Regions from separate parts of the Mus musculus genome. Here regions 1 and 2 are each linked to region 3. A link is a contact called in public promoter capture Hi-C data. All regions are on one chromosome and are shown on one strand. The core of a region is the stretch at or near the end of the contact, and the rest is flanking DNA. Distances in the headings are between cores, read along the strand shown. Region 1 holds the start of A230054N11Rik (a long non-coding RNA gene). Region 2 holds the start of Msl3l2 (MSL3 like 2). Region 3 holds the start of Mcm9 (minichromosome maintenance 9 homologous recombination repair factor).

What was found. Promoter capture Hi-C pulls out the DNA fragments that hold promoters and counts their contacts.
Region 1: a contact with region 3 is called in a promoter capture Hi-C map of liver, with 2.7 times the contacts expected there. The contact joins the promoter of A230054N11Rik here to the promoter of Mcm9 in region 3. A contact is called at or near these places in 1 of 39 promoter capture datasets (liver) and 1 of 115 datasets of contacts at active chromatin or transcription factors (astrocytes).
Region 2: a contact with region 3 is called in a promoter capture Hi-C map of pre-B cells. The contact joins the promoter of Msl3l2 here to the promoter of Mcm9 in region 3. A contact is called at or near these places in 10 of 39 promoter capture datasets (the 3T3-L1 cell line, 3T3-L1-derived adipocytes, the C10 cell line and 6 more), 3 of 484 Hi-C or Micro-C datasets (CD4 T cells, muscle stem cells and regulatory T cells), 4 of 115 datasets of contacts at active chromatin or transcription factors (embryonic forebrain, embryonic stem cells, large pre-B cells and 1 more) and 2 of 9 other capture datasets (adipose tissue and pancreatic islet).

What each region holds. Positions count from the first base shown.
Region 1 is chr10:50,891,727-50,896,598 of GRCm38.p6, reverse strand. It overlaps A230054N11Rik (a long non-coding RNA gene), which reads left to right and starts at 2,065. Exons shown (of 2, transcript XR_871640.2): 1 at 2,065-3,519; 2 at 4,009-4,872. It overlaps Sim1 (single-minded family bHLH transcription factor 1), which reads right to left and starts at 948. Exons shown (of 11, transcript NM_011376.3): 1 at 528-948. The coding sequence starts at 702.
Region 2 is chr10:56,105,521-56,109,779 of GRCm38.p6, reverse strand. Msl3l2 (MSL3 like 2) reads right to left here and starts at 2,863. Exons shown (of 2, transcript NM_001163833.1): 1 at 2,751-2,863. The region is part of intron 22 of Tbc1d32 (TBC1 domain family, member 32); the gene reads left to right.
Region 3 is chr10:53,627,749-53,632,123 of GRCm38.p6, reverse strand. It overlaps Mcm9 (minichromosome maintenance 9 homologous recombination repair factor), which reads left to right and starts at 2,167. Exons shown (of 13, transcript NM_027830.3): 1 at 2,167-2,400.

The sequences.
Region 1 (4,872 bases), core at 816-3,315, 2.7 Mb after region 3:
CTCTGGACATCTTAAAAAATGAGAACCAATTTACTATAAACAGCCAAGAGACTGGCGGAGTCCAGGCATACTGTTCGCACACACACGCCTGCCCTCGCGGAATTGTGGCCCTTTTGATAAATTATTATCTAGCTTACCTAGCACTATGTTTATACATCTAATCTATACCTAGCAAAAATAAGCAATTGGGCAGTACTCCTGATTTCTATTGGATACATGTCTGACTAGAGGAACAAAAAGGAAAGTCATGTTTGGATTAGCCGTGCTTTCAACTGAGCCAAATGTTGATAAAAGCACTATTGGGTTATTTCCCAACCAAATATATCGAATGTGTTGGAGAGAGAAATACGGGGAAGAAGAGAAAGACTAAGAAAGGCAGGGAAAGCCCTTTGGCGCTGACTGATCAAATAGCTTGGTTAAATTTCCCTTTTCAGAGAATGTAACCCACGCCGGTAAACACAAGTACATTTCTGTGCTGCTGGGGTAGGTTTACTCCTTCGAAATTCAATCTAGGCACAGACGCTTACCTTCTGGAAAGACCACTCTCATTTTGAGATAGCTGGTCGTGAGTCTGATGATGGATGCTTTGTCCAGTTGGGAGGTGATGGCTGAGGGTAAAGGCAGTAATTTAGCCAGTTCATAAAATTCACTGTTTTCTTTCTCCCTCCTCGTTCGGGCAGCATTTTTAGACTTTTCTTTCATCGTGTCTCGGGCTCCCTTTCTTCTTACAACGTAAACTCCACAGACTCATCCAAAACCAAAAGTTAACTTTCAATTAGAGATCACACTCGGTAAAAACATAACTTTAAACAGGAGGCTGAAGTTTGCTCCGGGAAGACACGAATGATGGACAGGGCAATGCGGCAAACAAAATACTTTCTTGAAAACGTGAGGTGTAAGTATAAAAGAAAGCTGCTGGTTCACGGCAAATCCGGGCAATCCTTTGGGACTCTAAGTATAAAATGCTGGAAGGACTCCCGAGGAGCCAACCTTTTCATCTGATCCGCGGTAAGAACCCGGGTCCTTGGGAAATCGACATAATAATACCCGACGTTTGTTTTCCAACTCCTCTGGTTCTGAGCTGGTTTGTAGGAAACAGGAATCGCGGGTAACTTCTTTCAGATCACTACGAAGACAAGAACACCAAGGAATAAGACATCTGTGGCTAAACTCAAACCCACTATAATTCAGCCAACCGGGCCCCAAAGGGCCTCTGCGCTCATACTCTGCTCGTCACAGCCCTGGGTATTTAAAACTTGGGCAGGTCGGTCCCGGGACAGGCTGGGCTTCCGCTCGCCGCGGCCGGGATGTAGCACCGACGGCTAAATGCGCGTCTGCGGAGAGCTCGGCCGGCCGTGCGCGCCAAGCCAGGCTATCCAGCCGTGCAGAATTCCTCCACTGCCCCGGACTCCGGCTGCCTCTCCCCGGCGGGGTTCACGTCTGAGGGGTTCCTGGAGAAGTGCTGCTTATGCATCAAACCCCCGGGGACTCCCGCAGTTGCACACAGGGCACCGCAGCGCAGAGTTAACAGGTGGCACGCGCGACAGCCCCTCGTAGGCATCACCTGGAGCTCTTGGCTCCTCACCTACCTTACGTCCTCGAGAGCCGCGGAGGCTGCTAAGGCTCCCGCCCCCTAACTGCTTTCAAGCCTGCGCGCTTGCGGAGCCTCAGCGGCAGCCTCCCGGCTGTCACCCGCAGCCCGCAGAGTGTGCCTGGGCCACCTTCCCATGGGCATGAATGGGGGAGGGGTAGGTAGCAGCGGGAGGAGAACACAGGCTGGGGACAGGAGAGGTGTTTTCCGAGTCCGAGTCCTCCGTAGTGTTGGGAGCCGGTACTGTTCCTAATTGGGAGCCCAAAGCGCCCCCCTGTAACTTCTTTATAGCTTACCGGGTTTAGCTTCAACTTCGCTCCCAGGTTCCCTTTCTCCCGCCCTTCTCAAACGCCACTCACAAATTTTCTCTCTTCCTATTGGTCATAGGCAACCAAGACGCGGCGCTCATTGGCCAATCGGGGTGAGTGACGAGCATGCTCCCTGCTCCTCCTCCCCCCCCCCCCCCACGCGACTGGGCTCGCGGCTCGGGTCCTACAGTGAGCCTGGCAGCTCCGCTCCTAATGAGCCCCGGGCGCGGGGTCGCCGCTGCCCCGCTGCCGCCGCCGCTCCAAACCCCGAGGTCTTCGGCGTGCCGAGTGACACTCGCGCTCCCTAGACTCGGGTGTCTGCGCACAGCGTGCGGCCTTGCGGGGGCTGGCTAGCCGAGGCTCCAGGAACGCGTGCGAATAGCATCCCAGACAGTGGCCAGGATTTCCCCACGGCTGCGCGCCTCACGCCTGCAGGACTGGGTGAGGGAGAACGACGCTGGACTTATTTTTTATCCTGACACCACTGTGACAAAATTCATCGCTAGATGAAATAAATGCCCGCCTTTATTCCAAAAAGGGCAACGTTTTCGAAATGATTCGGGTTTGTGACTGATGCAAGATGACTAGGTCTGCTGGGCAGTTTCCTATGGGAACCAGCTAGTGGGTAGTCAGTCAGAAGAAGGATGTGATAGAAGAAGCCTAGAGTGTTGGAACAACTGACATATTAGACGTCTTACAGAGTTATTATCTAAACTGTTGGGCAACTCTGCGGACTTTATTTCGAGAAACAAAAAGACCAGCACGAATATTCCTTCTAGAGAGGACACAATAACTGAGTGAACCTGTAACGTTCCCCAACAGTTCTCAGACGAACTGTTCTCAAAGTACTGTTTCTGGGGAAAACTCTAGTTTAGAGACCCTCCTGTTCTAAGCGCTTTCTCTTCCAGTCATCTCATCAGAGGGCAGCAGATCGCGATGAAAAAAAGGCTAAGTTTCCCTTAAGACAATGAAAGCTTACAGACTTCATCCCGGGCCTTAGAAATCAGCAGTGCACCAGAAACCAAGCGCCCTGCTCCTCCTTTTGCCTCTGAGAAAATAATTTCTTTGAAGAGTCGTGTGCCATCCTGATACATGGCTCACCTTTAAGAATGTTCATTGAAAAATAAGACATCTGTCTCCTCCTTGATCCCCCGCCTCCCAATGGCAGTAAGGACATTGGGAGCTCCTAGGACAATGGGAAACATTCTGGGGGTATGGGGAATAATTACACATCCGAGCGGCACCTGGAAAAAGGAAAGGAAAAGAACTAAACTAAGACTGTGTAGGTGTTTCAAAACTGGAACCACCTAACAGGGTTATAATCCAGAAAGGAGTGGTTTCCTCAGTGGTTGTGGCCACTTAGAGGCCTAACTCTGGGTGGGCTCTATCGTAGTCCATCTAATGATACACTGTCCGTGGGAGGTAGAGGTATCCTGTGGCTCTCATCAAGACTCCAAAAAGACCAGATAACATCAAGTTTCTTATTGGGGTGGTGGTGGTAATTGTGGTAGTGACAGCGGCGGCGGCGGTAGCAGCGGTGAATGAAAAACCTTTCGTGACTCCCTTTTCCAATAAACTGCACAGAACTGAGGATGAGAGCAGCCACAAAACTAAACAGTGGTAGGTACCTTAAGGTTAAGCAGTGGTTTTCTGTTCCGACTGTGCCCTGGACAGGATTTGTGCAGCCTGCCTTTACTTCACACCCCATCTCTACTTCAAACGAAGCGCAGGCTGTGGAAGTGCCTCTCTGGGATCTGAAACCTGATCCTACCTTCTGTGGGGGTTGGTGGAGAAGTCTGCGGCGCAAGTCAGGCTTTTCCAGCAGATGCCTTTGAAGAGGTACTGGGCATTTTGCCTCAGTGCAAAGACAGACAAAATGAAGGTGGAAGTCGTGAGGACAAAACATCTGTATAAGGATCCCGACAAGTTCCTCCCCCAGAGGCTCTGCTGTTCACCAAGCCAGGAGACCTTCTTTAATATAGTTAATGCCTGGCCGAGAGGTGACCGCCCCTCGCTAAATCTTCAGCAGATAACTAGCAGAGCTTCCTTTACTGAAATACTGAATTAGCCAGGCAATGAAACACCTGTTTTTCTAATCTTTGCGCTCAGGTTGGAGCTGGAACTGGCCTTCTTGTCTTCCATGTCAGACACCTGAACCCCGTCCGCCCAGACTGCCCGCGCTCCCTGACAGCCCGGGACACCAGCTGGGAACCCGAACCTCGACTGTTATCCACGTGTTCACGCTTGCCTCCGGCGTGGGAAACAAGTTTCCTGAGTCTGAGTGCTAGCCCTAACTACTTTTCCAAGAGGGAAGAGTCCCGCAAACAGGAGCCACCAGTGCCAAGCCGTCTAGTGGCCTCCCAGAGCACGGAGACTTCAGGGGCATCCACCTCAAAGCCAAAAAGGCACTAACCCCCTCTTTTCCTGACCCAAGAGGTCTAACAGCCTTCTTCTGGGAGTCTCTCTCTCCAGAAGTGCTGGGAAGCTGGCTGGCTGGCTGGCTGGATCCTGGAGTGGGGGCGTGGCAGGCTCTCTGGCTTCCTTAGCTGACACAATGACCGCGTCCGTGTAGGCACAGTAGGATCCCCGGGTGGATTCAGGAATTGATGGAGCCAAGTGCTGAAAGCCAGGAAGGAGCCTTGACAAGGAGGACAGGCTAACCTTTCTTGATCTCAGAAAAAAGTCCTAAGTAGAGACCCCAAATCTAGGATTGTACAAGAAGTGAACGCCAGAGAGAGGGAATCCCAGGAAAAAGTTACTAAGGTGGATTTCAGCGCAGCAGTCCGGACCTGCCTTGAAGTGCTAACTCCTGCTCTGGCACAGACTTCTTTCGTGCCTCCTCCCCCTAAGCCTTAGCGGCCACAGTCATTTGAACATCCTAGAACTCAATCTTAGGATTCCTGTCAGACTGCCATAGATACACATGCACTGTTACATACATGCACTGTTATTAATGTGAGTACAGGTTCCATC
Region 2 (4,259 bases), core at 1,614-4,113, 2.5 Mb before region 3:
AGTCTCTAGATGGTCCATCCTTTTGTCTTAGCTCCAAACTTTGTCTATGTAAGTCCTTCCGTGGGTGTTTTGTTCCCAATTCTAAGAAGGGGGAAAGTGTCTACACTTTGGTCTTCATTCTTCTTGAGTTCCATGTGTTTTGCAAATTGTATCTTGTATCTTGGGTATTCTATGTTTCTGGGCTAATATCCACTTATCAGTGAGTACATATCATGTGAGTTCTTTTGTGATTGGGTTATATTTAGGTCTTTAAGTAACTGAATGTATGTTTAACACTGTCTTGATGTTTCCAAGTTGGACTTCTTGTCTCTCATCTCTAGGTATCTGGATGGTTAGAACTTACTTTTCCCCTCTCTCCCTTCCTCCCTCCAGTTTTTACCATGTTCTTGATGGGATCATCCTTGAAGCCTTACATCATTATGTTTATATAAATCTTATTCATTGATGTGTTCAGTAACAGTACAGTATGGCTACATTATTCTTCCCATAACTTGATTTTTTTTCTTCAATACCTGTATGGTTTTGTAGGTGCCTTATTTTGTTTGTATCTTCTAAGGTTTCTTGAGAATATCCCCAAATATAAACCATTCCTTCCCCCATACCATATCACGTTTACTCAGTGCCATGAAGTTCTAGGAGCTGTGCACTGGTTCTAATTTAAATGATGTCATTTTGGAACAATCCCCTAAGGTAGTTATTTTCAGGATCCTTTAGAAAATAGCTAATGTAAATAGGGCACAAAGTAAGCTATTGACTTCAGATATTAGTAATTTGTACAGCTGGAATTTGAATCTGGTCTCTTTGATTCCAGAGACTACAATGCCTAATGCATTCATTGCCGAGGTTCCACATACCATTATCCAGGTTACACACATACACACACACACCCCACACACCACTGTATTAATGACTGTTCTCATTGAATGACATAACAAACACCTAATAGAAGTAAAGGGTTTAGGCTGGCCCAGTTTGAAGGCAGCCTGCCGTGGTGGAGAAGGCATGGCAGCAGGACTGTGGCACAGTGGTAGCTGCTTACATTGCTTCAGCACTCTGGAAGCAAAGTGATGGAGACTCTATTCAGTTCCTGTCTACTTTTTTAGGTAGTGTTGGAATCTAATCTAAGGAACCGCACAGTCTACATTTCAGGTGGGTTTTCCCACCCAAGCCAGTCTCAAAAATCCTTTATAGACCCGTCCAGAAGTTTGTCTCCTATGTGTTTTTGGAACCTGTTGCATTCATAGTCAACTTAACTACCATAGCATAGCTACTGTCCTATTTCCTGGATCCCTCTGTTGCTTTGATGGAGCCATTTTCTAGATAAGAAAGGCCCTAAAGATAAATGCATTAGCACTTTAGTGGGGTGGTAGGGGAGCACTCATACATAACTTTTTGGATTTACAAGAGTATAGGAATACTAAAGATTAGAGACCTCTCAACAAGAAGCTGCATTGAAATCAGTTCAATCCTTGTTAGTTTGTCTTCAGAGTCCCTGAAGCCTCTACCTCAGCCTGGCAGCTGTGGACTTCCACAGTTTGGCAAGCTCACTTTTGAGAAATACTGAGGTAAGGATTCTCAAAACTATAGAGTGATTTCTTTTCCCTCCCATATTTATTTTTTCTAGAATTCCTAAAATCACTTCTTTGCTTAGTTTTTTCAAATGGGGTCTGGAAATAATTTGTATCAAGAGTATTGTCACAAAGATATAGTATCTTTAATAGTAATGTCTAATATTTACAGTAATTCTTGTCAGGCATCACCAAGTACTTTAGCTTTAGTCTTGTAAGCCTGAGAGAACTAAAATCCTCCAATGAAACACTGTCTCACCTACAGTTTAAGTAAGTAGTTTATCAAAAAGTCTTTAACTGTTGTCCCATAGCTGGTGAATTCCAGTTTTTCCCAAGTTCACTTGTAATCTCTTCCTATATGTAAACATGTAGTCTAAATCACAAAATCAGTAAGTACCTTAGATGAGAAAGGAAGTACAGATGGCAAAAAAATCTAATGATTATTATAGAGTTTATACTTTACAGAGACAAGCATGCCTGGTACAATTATCTATCATTATTATTACTACTACTACTATTATTGGTTAAGATTTGTTTGTTTATTTATTTCATTCACACCAGAAGAGAGAATCAAATTATATTACAGATGGTTGTGAGCCACCATGTGGTTGCTGGGAACTGAACTCCGGACCTCTGGAAGAGCAGCCAGTGCTCTTAACCACTGAGCCATCTCTCCAGCCCAGCTGGAAAATTCTCCCGTCTACTGTGAAGTTTGAACTGGTATCTTTAACTTCCCTACATTATATCTACTTTTGTTTCCTATTCAGTCTCAGCTGCTTATAGGCTTCTGTGTCTAAGGCTGTATTTTGTGGGGTTTGAGCCCCCCACTATGCTGCATTAATCTTGTGTTGGTTTTGGGTGCTAGATGGGTGTTCTCAGGACTTGCTAAGGGGGTTCTCTAGACCCTAGCTTACTCTTGGTGGCATAGTTCCCTATAGCCAACAATTCCCTTATTGTTCAGTGCTATGAGATGTGGAAATGTGGCAAAATACCTCTAACATATGCCTCTAGAATACCTCTCCAGACACTTTGTCCCATGAGACGTATTTAGAGAACCACAGTCTATGTCTGCTTAGCCCAGAGAGGGCATTGACAACTAATTATGGGATGGAAATCCAGAATCCAGTGCTGGTCAGTGGGGTCAGGGAAGCTCAAAAGCAGCTGCATCTCTGAAAAGCTTACCTCATCAAGGTGGGGATTCAGGAAAACTGCAACCGAACTGCTCGCTGTGGGAATCCTAGCCAACCGTGCAATCCTTTCTCACCCCGCAGTTTTCGACTGCTTTTGAAGCCCAGGAGGAGAGGGGGTGGGGACCTTGAGAATCTTGCTAGTTTCAGTTTTCACCGGATTTGTCTGGTTTACTTCCCGACTCTCTAGCGCCCCCTCCCTCCAGGAGAAGATGTTTCAACTTGGAGGAAATGGCTACAGCCCAACGGGTGGCACTGCCTCCAGAGACTAGGGCCCTCCCACATCAAACATCAATCAAGAGAATGCTTGACAGGCTTGTCCTTTGGCTAATCCGCTGAAGACATTTTCACAATTAGGGGTTTCCTCCTCCAAAATGGCTATAGTTGATACTGAGTTGACGCTAGCCAACACAGCAGCAGGAAGGACAGTGGTCTTCGTAGGCCCTGCTTCCAGCCTTTAAGACCCGAGCCCCCCCACCCCCACCCACCCACCCACACACTTTTTCCCACAGCTCCAGGCTTCTAGGCGATCTGCAGTTCCTGACAGGCAGACTTACTGCGATGCTCTCTCAGATGATGCGTCTACATCCCAAGACGTATTTGAGCTATAAACACTTCCCAGAACTATAACACGAGTATCCTGCATCTACTGAGTGCAAACCTGTTTCATTTAAATCCTTCGTGGTGATCTATTTTTACGTTGCTTCATCCCGTTTAAAGGCTGGTAATACCGAGTTTACAGAGTACTTCATATGTATCCTCTCTGCTGTCTGCTCCCTCGCTTCTTGAAGACAGCGGGGGCAAGAGAGAACCTGTCAGAAATAGAAGTGAATCTTCAATTATTCGGGCACGTTACACTCAGCTATCAAAGAAAGTGGCACTTTTGTAAAATAAGGTTAAACTGACCCAAAGAACACAGTAAATTTTATGAACATATGAATTATATGTGCAGCGTAATCTCTAGTTTATGTGAAATTTTCTCTAGCTACAGAAGAAAAAAATGACTAAGTCTGGCTTATAGATGGTATTATGTGCTACACCTGCAGTTACTGATCTTTTGACCATGGATATCTAAAAGAGGGGATTTTAAAGTACACTGTCTACTTATTTGCTTTGTCTGGAAAGATAAGCATTTAGGTATTGATTTTTATAGCTTTATGGGCCTTGACTGATGAGTAGAAATAACGGCCAGGGGCTCAGGAAACAATCATCAGGAGATTTATTTTAGAAGATGGTTGAACAGAGCACTTCTCACTCTACTAGGAATCAGTGTATAATCAATGAGCACACAGGGGGATCTGATTAAATGAAATGGGTCACAGAACAGAACAAAAACCGTCATGAATCCAGAAAGGAACTGGTAGGGATACAGAAGGGTTGATAGAGAAGAGAGGGAGATAAGAAGGAATATTGGAGAGCTAGCTAGTAATTGCTTTATATCATATGCCCATACGATATTGTCATATAACAAAGTAAATGAAAAATATAAGGAGAAGACCAATAG
Region 3 (4,375 bases), core at 918-3,417:
TTGGAGTTGATCACATGAGGTGGGTAATGCAGGCGAAGCTTGTACCACAGAAAGTCCCATGCAAAAGCCATGGGGTATGGCTCAGTGTCAAGAGTACTTGGTGAACCTGAGTTCAAGCCTATGACTCCTTACAGGTTGTTCTCTGACTTGCCTAAGTTTGAATCCCAGGATCCACCACAATAAATAAATAAATAAATAAATAAATAAATAAATAAATAAATAAATAAATAAAATTCTATACTTTTTAAAAATGTATCACTCCAAGTCATTTTTAAAACCTCTTACCTACTTTTATGAGGATGGATAGGAGAGAGTGGTGACTGGGATGAGAAGTAAAGGTCTTCTGTGGGTCCTAAAACCCCTCTTCTCTCCAAGATGGAATGTTCACAACTCAGTTGTCATTACCATAGACCTGGCTATCAGTTTTATTGCCCGGCTCACTATAGGCCATGGTCTTCTGCAAGCTAATAGCTCTCTCTCTCTCTCTCCCTCTCTCTCTCTCTCTCTCTCTCTCTCTCTCTCTCTCTCTCGTGTGTGTGTGTGTGTGTGTGTGTGTGTATACACCTGTGTAAAGGCTATACTACAAGACTTAAGAGTGCTCTATTAGCCATTTATGGTGGTTCACACCCATAATCTTAAGAAGCAGAAGGACCGCAGACTGGAGGCTATTGTGAGCTACCTAACAAGACTGTGTCTCAAAAAAAATTTAATACTTCTACTCATTGTAGAGTCAAAAACGCAACCCTTACCTCAAAAGGAGAGAACAGTTTATCCTGGAACAAACTATGAGTGGCTATGGTCCAGTTTCTCCCCTTCCGTGGTCCAATGTACTAATAGTGCTCCAATGTGTGAAGTTTTTATAGGGACATAAAATCATTAAGATTGAACCAATGTATCATACAGGTGTACTGCTTAATTTCAAATGTCAACTTGCCTTAACCAAGAATTACCTCAGAAAAGAGATTTTTTTTTTTTTTGCTTGTTTGTTTTGTTTTGTTGAAATGTATCTGGCTGTCCTGGAACTCACTTTGTAGATCAGGCTGGCCTTAAACTCACTGAGATCAACCTGCCAGAATTAAAGGCCTTTGCCACCATGCCTAGCTGAGAAGGGAGTCTGAATTAAGGAACTGCCTGTATCAGATTGACCAGTAGGAATGTCTTTGAGACATTGTATCCTTAACTGATGTAAAAAGAGGGCCTGGCCCTAGGAAGTAACACCCTTAGGCTCTAATGTAGAAAGTCTTCAGGAACAATTTGAAGTTCAGAAAAACACTTATTAGTTGAGCTAGGGACATTTTGAGATCAGGGAACATGAACGGTGGCAGCACGTGCTGACATGACTCTCTTGCTGAAGCTGAGTTGGGGTCAAGATAATGAATTTCTTTTTTGTTTTTGTTTTTTCGAGACAGGGTTTCTCTGTGTAGCCCTGGCTGTCCTGGAACTCACTCTGTAGACCAGGCTGGCCTCGAACTCAGAAATCTGCCTGCCTCTGCCTCCCAAGTGCTGGGATTAAAGGCGTGCACCACCACGCCCGGCCAGATAATGAATTTTTTATATCCAATTTTGCCCTCAGCTGCCTGATTTGATTTAATAAAAATTGCTGATAGGTAGATGTGCAGTCAGAGGATTTAAAGTAGAAGTGACTTCACAAAACCGTAACACCACTTATAAAATTTAGCTCGAAATGGATCAGAGAACTACACGAAATGGAAAATATTGTGACGTGGAAGTAGGCAGATTCCTTAAATACATCGCCAACCCAAAAAAAAAAAAAAAACAAAAACAAAAAAAAAACAACAAAATCACTTGTGTTCTAAGATATCTGAAGGTGCAAACCAAAGTCGAGTCCCAGATCGCCCACATCCCGCCCTAATACGTCACCAGGGTTCCCCTTCTCTCCGCCCTAGTCTCCACCCCGCGTTCGCCCATCACCAATCCGCGGAATTCCTGCCAGCCTGAATTATCCACTTCACCCTAAACCCGCCCTCGAAGCCGGTGTCCCGCTCAAACCCCGCCCCATGCCTCCGAGACCCGCCCCTCAGACGTCTTGTCCGGCCCAAACCCCGCCTCCAGCTCCCCGAGTCCCGCCTCTCTCCCTGCTCCCGCCTCCCGCTCGCAGACTCCAGCGTCCGTCCTGGCGCGCGCCCGCCTGCGTCCGCACCCGGAAGAAGCCCCAGCGGCCGGAAAGTTGAGGCAGTGCGCGGCTCGGGGTCCGCGGGAAGCTCAAGTCCTTCAGAGGCCGAGCGAGAGCAGCGCGAAGAAGCCTGCGCGCCCCCGCGCAAGGCGGCCCCCTCGAGCGGCCGCGCGCACGCCCCGCCCCCTCCAACGCCGCGCGGGTCGGGCTGGGGCGACCACGGCCGCAGCGCGGTCCCGGCGACCAAGACAGTGCGTGTTGAGCCCGTAAGTGACCACCGCAGCGTGAGGTCCCGGGGGATCGTTTCCCTCCCGTGGTTAGCGTCAGGTCTCGTCCGCATCCTTTAATTTCTAAACTCCCCGCAGGGCTGGGAGGCCACAGCCAACCACCTGTGGATTAGAAGCGAATTTCCAAATGCTTTCCAAAGCATCCCTCCGCTAGGCTCTCGCTCGCCAGGCGGCCTGGAGGCGCGCAATGAGCGCGCACCCGCGAATGGCGCGCAACGCGGGATTGAGACGCGCGGGGCGTGGCCACAGCTCCCGAGGGGCGGGGCTACGCGAGCCTAGGTGAGGGACAAGGCTCTATCCCCAAACTGCTCTTTTTGGCGCCACCTTGCAGTGGATAGTATGAAATAAAGCAAAGCCATTTTATTTGTTTGGATGCCAGAGGCAAGAGGAGAGAGAATTTGATAGTTGTACAACCATCGTCCCCCCTCCCCTAGACAGTAAATGGCTTAAGTTTGTAACGGGATGCCTGAGTTTATAGGTTGATAAACTTGTCTAATTGCACGGATGTTGGAAAAAAAAAAAAAGAAGAAGAAAGCTGTGTTTAAAAAATATCGGTCTGTTTAACACTGTAATTTACCGGTTTAACTAGGCAAACATTTAACCTGCCCCTGTTAGGAACTTAAAATTCTTTGCCCGCCCTCTTTCTGCGCTGTTGGAGTTGGGTATGTTGTTAATTGTTGTTTCGGATTTCTGCTCTACATTCACTTTGTATTTGTAAAATCGTAAAGATATTCCTTTGGTCACTCTTGAGGGTAGTGCTGTGATTTTTTTTTCCCAGCTAAGATCCACATCATGAAATACTATGATCCCTTTCCCAAATAATCTCTTTTTTTACTCTTGGCTGATTGATTATGCTATTACCTAACCAAAACCAAGTCGCTTAGTATTTTAGTGTTGGCTTACTTTGACTGATTCTCTGAAAAATACTCTCTTAATCTCATACCAGCCTCCTGTACTTGTCAGTGTTCTTGGCTTAAGTGTGATGCAACTTTATACTTTATACCTCCCAGCTGAGCAGGTGTTCAGAGAGGGCAGAATCAGTAGCCAGTGTGATCCACCTCAGGGATGCCAAACTGAACTTTAACTGAACTATATCTAGTCTTCTTTAGTCATAGTATTTATAGAGGATGATATATGTTACATAAATAAAATAAGTCCAATATAAACCACACCTTTGCTAAGGTGCTTAGAGCTAGTATGGAATCTCCAGGGCAGTTCATGGTTTCTTCTCTGGTACTTGTCAGCTCATTTAAATTGAAAATCAATCAATCAATCTCTGTGTGTGTGTGTGTGTGTGTGTGTGTGTGCGCGCGCGCACACGTGTGTGTGTGTGTGTGTGTGCGCGCGCACGTGCACACGTGCACCTGAATGTTCTGTGCAGCACATGTGTTGCCATCAGAGTCCAGGGGCATCAGATCCCCTGGAACTAGAGTTACGTGCAACTGTGAGCCCTTCCTATCATGGTGATGGGATCCAAATCCAGGTCCCCTAGAAGAGCAGCACGTGCTCTCAGCCTGTGCTGTCTGTCCAGAACCACCTTCTCACTCTTACTCACGTTACCTTCTTAGTCCTTCTGGAATGGTTTGCTTTAGATCGTCACTTGGGTCTCCGAGGGCCTGGTACCTTTTACTGTGCTTTTTCTTTCATTTGTGAGGATACTGGCTTGTGCATGGTAGACATTAGGAAGTGCATATAGAATCAGGTGTAGGATTTGTGATATGACAGTACATATGAACATGAGATAGGCTCCCTATGTTTGTAAATACACATTTGAGAAAGAAAGACTTGCTCAGAGAGTCAAATAGGTGAAGTAGAGTATATATAATATTTCTTTGCAGTCTTATTGTCCGAAACGTAATGCTCCCATCTTTTTTTGCCTAGCTTTTCTCCACCTGTAACAACTGCTCTTGTTGAAGCCCGTCATTCCCCTATGCTAACAAGAGAAAGCAGGAAA